Regions from separate parts of the Sus scrofa genome. Here region 2 is linked to region 1. The links are chromatin contacts, called in public HiChIP or PLAC-seq maps. All regions are on one chromosome and are shown on one strand. The core of a region is the stretch at or near the end of the contact, and the rest is flanking DNA. Distances in the headings are between cores, read along the strand shown. Region 1 has its middle 63 kb from the start of ANKRD46. Region 2 has its middle 31 kb from the start of RNF19A.

Region 1 (3,410 bases), core at 669-3,168:
GCAAGGCCAGGGATCAAACCCACAACCCCATGGTTTCTAGTTGGATTCATTAACCACTGAGCCACGACAGGAACTCCTGAGGTTTTCTTTTTTTTTTTTTTTTTTTTTTTTTTTTTTTTGTCTTTTTTGTTGTTGTTGTTGTTGTTGTTGCTATTTCTTGGGCCGCTCCTGCGGCATATGGAGGTTCCCAGGCTAGGGGTCCAATTGGAGCTGTAGCCACCGGCCTACACCAGAGCCACAGCAACGCGGGATCCGAGCCGCGTCTGCAGCCTACACCACAGCTCACGGCAACACCGGATCGTTAACCCACTGAGCAAGGGCAGGGACCGAACCCGCAACCTCATGGTTCCTAGTCGGATTCGTTAACCACTGCGCCACGACGGGAACTCCTGAGGTTTTCTTTTGATTCAACTGGGAGTATAAGTTTTAGGGTAGAACACCCCAGAGCTGAATTGCCGTTTTCATTAGATCATGGTAGCAGTGTGGCTTACCACTGGCAATGTTACTTTCCTGACTTGATAAAGATGGTGTCCACCAGGTTTCTTTCCTATAAAGTTGCTATTTTTCCCCTTTCATATACTCTTTGGAAACCAGTCACTAAATGCAGCCCACCCTCAAAGAAAGGGGACTTAAGCTCCATCTCCTGGAGGACGGAATATCTACATCCTATTTAGAATTATTCCATAGAAGAGATTTTTCCCTCTTCTTTATTCATTTAATAATTATCAATTAGTATTTATTAAATTGCTGGATCATTTATAGGGAAAGGTTTCTTTATACAAAATGGGGAAATAACAAGTTGGGGTTTTTTTTTACTTTTTTTTTTTTTTTTTTTACTATTAGTCTCCACCTTTTCCCATAAAAATGTCACTTTTACCCATAACGTAGTTCCCTTAGGCTCTAATAGGGATCTGATGATCTGTTGAGGGCAGAGCAGTTTTCTCAGATAGCCCCACGCTGGCTAAGAACGCCACAGAAGCAGGTCTGGTCACCCAGCAGAACCTCTTGGAGCTAGTGGGAGCGTGGTCTCGCTCCCAAGCTCCGCACTCACCCTTCCCACCTCCTCAGCCCATGGGAGCCCAGGGTGGGCAGGGACTTCCAGGGCTGGGGAAGAGCCGTGTTTTCCCTGGGGTAGGAAAGAGCCGGAGAGCTGTCATGGAACGCTGGAGCAGCTGGAGCCCCTGGCAGGGATCGTGGAGGCTCGTCATTGTCGGGAAGGATTCTAGGGAAGCAGCAGATGGAGCCCCTTGGCTCCAAATCAGAATCCAGAACTGTGGGTCTCCTGTGCTTCTGTCCCCTCCTTGGGAGGACAGAGCTCTCGATTTTCTTTTTTTGCTTTTTGCTTTTAGGGCCACACAAGTGGTATATGCAAGTTCTCAGGGTGGGGTCAAATCGGAGCTGCAGCTGCCATCCTACACCACAGCCACAGCAACTTGGGATCTGAGCCACATCTGTGACCTACACCGCAGCTCATGGCAATGCCAGATCCTTAACCCACTGAGTGAGGCCAGAGAGTGAACCCACATCCTCATGGATACTAGTCAGATTCATTACAGCTGAATTCCTTTTTTTTTTTTTTTTTTTTTTTTTTTGCTTTTTAGGGCCACATGTGGATTTTCTTGATTCAACTGGCATTATAAGTTTTAGGATAGAACACCCACAGGTGAATTGCTCAATGGCTCTGGCTGGGGGCTCAGGGAAAAGGAAATCTGAGCACCTTGGGGCAGAGAATGAGAGAGGCATGACCTTGGAGGCTCAGGTTAGAAACTCAGTGGTGAATGAGACAGCCTAGGAGACAGAGGCCCAAAGGAGGTCCTGGAAGGGACCTTGGCCGCTACCAGCCAGCTCACCACCCTCACATCCCCAGCCCCACCTCTGCAATCCCTGCTCATCTCTTGTCTGGTTCCAACTGGGGAACTCCAGGCCCACATGCCCGAGCCCACAGGGTGTGGGGGTGGTGGAGAGAGTGGTTGTGGCCAAAGCAACACATCGTGAACAGCAGAAGTGTTCTCCCAGCATGTGTTTTGCAGAGGCCAGCAGTATGGTGTCTGCACAGATGTATGTATTTGTAGATGAATCCGTCCACCCCCCGAGGTGACCCCAGCACTGTCACCATTGAAAGCAAGGTGCTAAGTTCCCTCTCATTCAGAGAATACCTTTCTTCTCAAGCAGCGGCCCACGGGTTTCTCATCAAGATAGTAATTCACTGTACAGGGAAGGGAACTTACCACATGGAAATTCCCACTTCCTTTGGAGAACAGTGCACGCAGTGTGAACCTCGGTGAGTAAGAATCTTCCCCCCTCCCCCGCCCTCCCCCACCGCCCCCAGGCCTCTGAGGGCAGCCACTCTAGGTCTTATCCAAACTCCTGGCCCAGGTCTGAAATATGCCCGGGGCACACCTAAGAGCCAGTCTCCAAAGCACCCGGAACCAGATTGACTGGAGCTGTTACCTAAGGCTCTTCCTGTCTCTGTCTCCTTCTCCTCCTTCTGACAGCAGCATGTTGGGCTTTTCTTGGGGTCACACACTTCAACCCTCTCTGCTTCTCTGCTTCTGTAGGCCCCAGGGATGGACACATAAGCCAGGCTGGGCCGCTCAGAGGCCACTTTGGCAGGTGCCGCTAGACTCGAGCCTGCCTGAAAGTGGAGCTGATGGAGGCTTGGGGGAGACAGAGTCCTGAAAGCAGCCTCGGGGCTCCGGCTCCCGCTGGTCTTTGCCAGCTCCTCTCCTCCTCTCTCTCCTTCCCTCCCTTCTTTCCTTTCTCCCTCCCTCCCTCCCTGCCTCCCCCTTCCCTCCTTCCCAGCCCCACCTCCTCACCATTATTTTCCTCTCTCCTGCCTATTTTGGTGCGGTCCCTTTGGAGTTTGGTTTTTGTCGCTTGCACTAAAATTGTTCCAATGACACCCCAATGGCCCTTCCGCCTCCATGCTTGCCCTACCCCTGCCCTTCAACACTGAGAAATGCTCTGGTTTTCTAAGGTGCCATGAGGTTCCTGAACCATCCCAGCCATATCCCCTTTTGACCCCTACAGTGTGAAATAACATATGTTTAATTGAATATATGTATCTTTCTATTATACAAATAATACAAAATGTATCTTTTTAATTAGAGAAGAGGGGGAGCCTTCCTCATAATCCAGTTACTGTGGGGCATTTTATTTCTTTTTTCTACTTCTTTTTTTTTGTTTGTTTTTTTGTTTGTTTGTTTCTTTTTACATGGCATATGGAGGTTCCCAGACTAGGGATCAAATTGGAGCTACAGGAGTTCCTGTCGTGGCGCAGTGGTTAACAAATCCGACTAGGAACCATGAGGTTGCGGGTTCCATCCCTGGCCTTGCTCAGTGGGTTAAGGATCTGGCATTGTTGTGAGCTGTGGTATAGGTTGCAGACAGGGCTCTGATTCTGTGTTGCT
Region 2 (3,410 bases), core at 677-3,176, 200 kb after region 1:
GTAGTTTAATGACGACTCAAAGGACCTATGACCATATAATGAAGTACTTTACCTTAATTAAAGAGGTTTGGGGTTGATTCCTTTTTAGAAAAGTGTTAATCTAGTTACTTATGGAGATCACCTGAATTTTCCTTGGGTGATTTCTTTCTGCAATCAAAAGTAATTATTATTTTTCTTTGTTTCTTTTTTATTTTGAAGTCATGAACTATTAGTTTTTGTTAGCTTTGTATAATATTGAAACAACTGGGTATTTAACAGCTAAAGCCTGAAGGATAATATTCCTTTGCTAAACACATCTGTATTTCAGATGCTGGTAGAATCCCACTAAAAAAGGGCAATGAAGTCATTTTGGGTATTCAAAACTTGGGTACTTTATTTCTCAGTAGCTATCATATGTAATACTTTCTTATCACCTTCTGATAAAATAGTTTTTGCTTTTATTGCTCTCTCTGTAACTGTCAATAAAACCTGAACGGCTGTTTTGTTTATTGATAACACCTTATTGAAATCTATGCCATTAGCCTAAAAAACATTATACATTCTTGTCCTATCAATATTATTTAGTATTTTGTTTTACAAGTCATTTCTTAAGAAATGCTACTTGTTAATTTGTTTTTGAAATTTTACACAGGAGAGTTTTCTTATGTGAAAGCGTCAATAGGACAAAACTAACGAGGAGTTGTTTTAGCCCTCAAATAAGTTTGCATTAACTTTTGAAATAAAATCCTCAGAAATCACCCTAGTTTGTTTAAGCCCCCCAAAACTTCAAAACCTAGTTTTGAGTCCAAAAAAAACCTGAAGTCGGCCCCTTAAAATTATGTACACTTAACATTTTCAGCCTCTGTCCCTCTCTGAAGACCCCTGGAAATAATAAACAGCCCTGTTGTAATGTGAATGGCAAGCAAGACTGCCAGTTGAAGAGACATTCTGGTAGAAGCGAACCATAGGAGGGAGCAAACTAGTTAGAGGTAAGGAACAAGAAACCAGAAGCTATTGGAAATGAGACCGTATTGGGCTTACAGAAAAATCATATATAACATAATAATGTAAATAATGTATCACAAAAATAGATGGCCTAATGGTTTATATTTTGTGATTTCTAAGTCACGTATTGGCATTTGCTCCCTAAGGTAAAGTATTCTAATTTAGGTTATTCTTATGCATTTACCGCAAATGAGATGGTACATAAGAAATGTGCAGTAGAAGTGTAGAAGATCATGTAAACTCTGTGATGTCAGGGACCATTCTCTTTGTTCACACAGCACTTAGCTTAAAGCCTGGCAATGATAGGTGTTGGATAAGTATTTGCTAACTGAATAAAGTCTATATATTGTCAGGTAACTATTTCCTAACTTTCTTTACAGCAGGGCTATCTAATAGAAATATAACATAGGTCATAAATGTAATTTAAGATTTTCTGTTCACCATATTAAAAAGTAAACAGAAGCAGGGGAATTAATTTTGTTGTATGTTTTATTTAACCCAGCATATCCCAAATATTATCATCTCAGCATGTTTTAATGAGTGACTTTACATTCTTTTATTTGTACTAAGTCTTTGATCCATTATGTGGTTACAGTGGAGCACAGCTCTAGAGGCATTTTTACATGAAACGTTTGTTCCTTTCCACAGAAATTCTTGTATTTCTTTGGTAGTCTTTTTCTAACATGTCTTTTGAGTCTAAATACAGAAGCACAGATGTCATCGAATTATAGTTACTGATTTGAATGGAAAGTCAGGATATCTGACTTCTCTTGGTTATACAACTTATCCCAAATCACTCTGCCTCTCTCTCTTTCCCCGTCTATAAAATTAGGGAGAATGTGCTGTCATCTATTTCATTTGATTAGTGTAAGTTATGTCTTTGAAACACTCTGAACTACTCAGACAAGGCTGTTGCAAAAGAGATTTTTTCATTATTAGTAACTTGTCATAGCAACTCTCAGTGTAAAAACAAAAGGAAGAAGTACCCATGAGGCTACTGCATATGGAGGTTCTGTTTATCTCCGCTTTGGAATAAGTTACAATGAATCAATACAAGATGTTCTTATAACACAATGAATCAGGAGAGCTGACTAGCTCTGCTCCAGATTTTAAACATCTGATCTATTTAAATATTGCTTGAATTAATTTAGCCTTCAGTTTCTGTTTGTATGAATAACCAACACTTAAAAAGGCATCCTTAAATCAAAATTGTGTAATAAGTCCTCTGGAAATAGAGGGCTGTACTGATTAAGGGCATTTGAGTGGGGAAAGTAAAACAACCATTTAGAAAAGCTTGTCATCACAAGATATCTACTGTAGAGCACAATGACTGATTCTTTTATCCAGATCAGGGGTTGCATTGGTTACCTGGCAAGCAGTTATACATAGCCAAACAGAGCTAAATCAAGTATATAGCTAAATCAAATGGATGTCTTCTTATAGCCGTATCTTTTCATTAAAAAGAAATAGTAATAGGGAGTTCCTGTCATGGCTCAGCTGGAACAAATATGACTAGTTTCCATGAAGACACAGGTTCGATCCCTGGCCCTGCTCAGTGGGTTAAGGATCCTTTGTTGTTGTGAGCTGTACTGTAGGTTGCAGATGTGGCTCAGATCTGGCATGGTTGTGGCACAGACCAGTGGCTACAGCTTTGATTCAAGCCCTAGCCTGGGAATCTCTCTATGCTGCAGCTGTGGCCCTAAAAAGATAAATAAATAATAGTAATGACTGTAAAGTTATAGATGAATGTCCTTTGGCTTTTTACATAAGCATAACACACTTTACTGATGTACTTAAAAAAATTTCTGGAATCCTATAGTGTGCGGTATCGTGGCCCTCAAAAAGCTGTGTTCACGTATTAATCTCTGGAACTTGTGAATGATACATTATTTGGAAGAAGTCTTTGCAGATGAATAAAGGATCTTGAGAAGATCATCGTGAGTTATCTGGGTGGATAAAAATTCAATGACAAGTTGTTTTTATAAGGGAAAAGCAGGGGAAACTTAAGACAGAAGAGAGGAAGATACACATAAGAGATGGAAGCAGTGTGACCATGGAGGCAGAGATTGAAGTGATGTGGCCACAAGCCAAGGAGTGCTTGTAATCACTAGAACATGGAAGAGGCAAAAAATGGATTCTCCCTTGCCACCCCAAAAGGGATTGTAACCCTCCTGGATTTGAGGCTTTTAGCCTCCAGAACTGAGAAAATACATTTCTGTTGTCTTAAGTCACCCACTTTGTGGTAATGAGTTATGGGAAACTAATATACAGGGAAAAGTAAAAAGATCTGTGTTTATCTTTGTTTTGTACCATGCATTGTGATTATCAGAGACTAGACAGCCCTTCCTTTAGAATTTTGATCCTTTCTTAGAAATATCAGAGGAAGTGTCTTAATACCCTCAAGTTTGAACAAGCCCGAGAAATAG

What was found. HiChIP or PLAC-seq counts read pairs in DNA pulled down with a chosen protein or histone mark.
Region 2: a contact with region 1 is called in an H3K27ac HiChIP or PLAC-seq map of alveolar macrophages, with 2.7 times the contacts expected there. The contact joins two enhancer-like sites. A contact is called at or near these places in 2 of 5 promoter capture datasets (fetal liver and liver), 1 of 47 Hi-C or Micro-C datasets (embryonic fibroblasts) and 2 of 2 datasets of contacts at active chromatin or transcription factors (alveolar macrophages and skeletal muscle).

What each region holds. Positions count from the first base shown.
Region 1 is chr4:36,462,208-36,465,617 of Sscrofa11.1, forward strand. No RefSeq gene overlaps it. Among named protein-coding and RNA genes, the nearest start is that of ANKRD46, 63 kb to the left of the region's middle. Within about 2 kb of position 1,919, at least 8 of the 83 cell types and tissues checked have an H3K27ac peak or open chromatin away from gene starts, as enhancers often do. A contact at or near this core is called in alveolar macrophages, where this site is marked.
Region 2 is chr4:36,657,240-36,660,649 of Sscrofa11.1, forward strand. It overlaps a transcript of RNF19A not described here. Among named protein-coding and RNA genes, the nearest start is that of RNF19A, 31 kb to the right of the region's middle. Within about 2 kb of position 1,927, at least 2 of the 83 cell types and tissues checked have an H3K27ac peak or open chromatin away from gene starts, as enhancers often do. A contact at or near this core is called in alveolar macrophages, where this site is marked.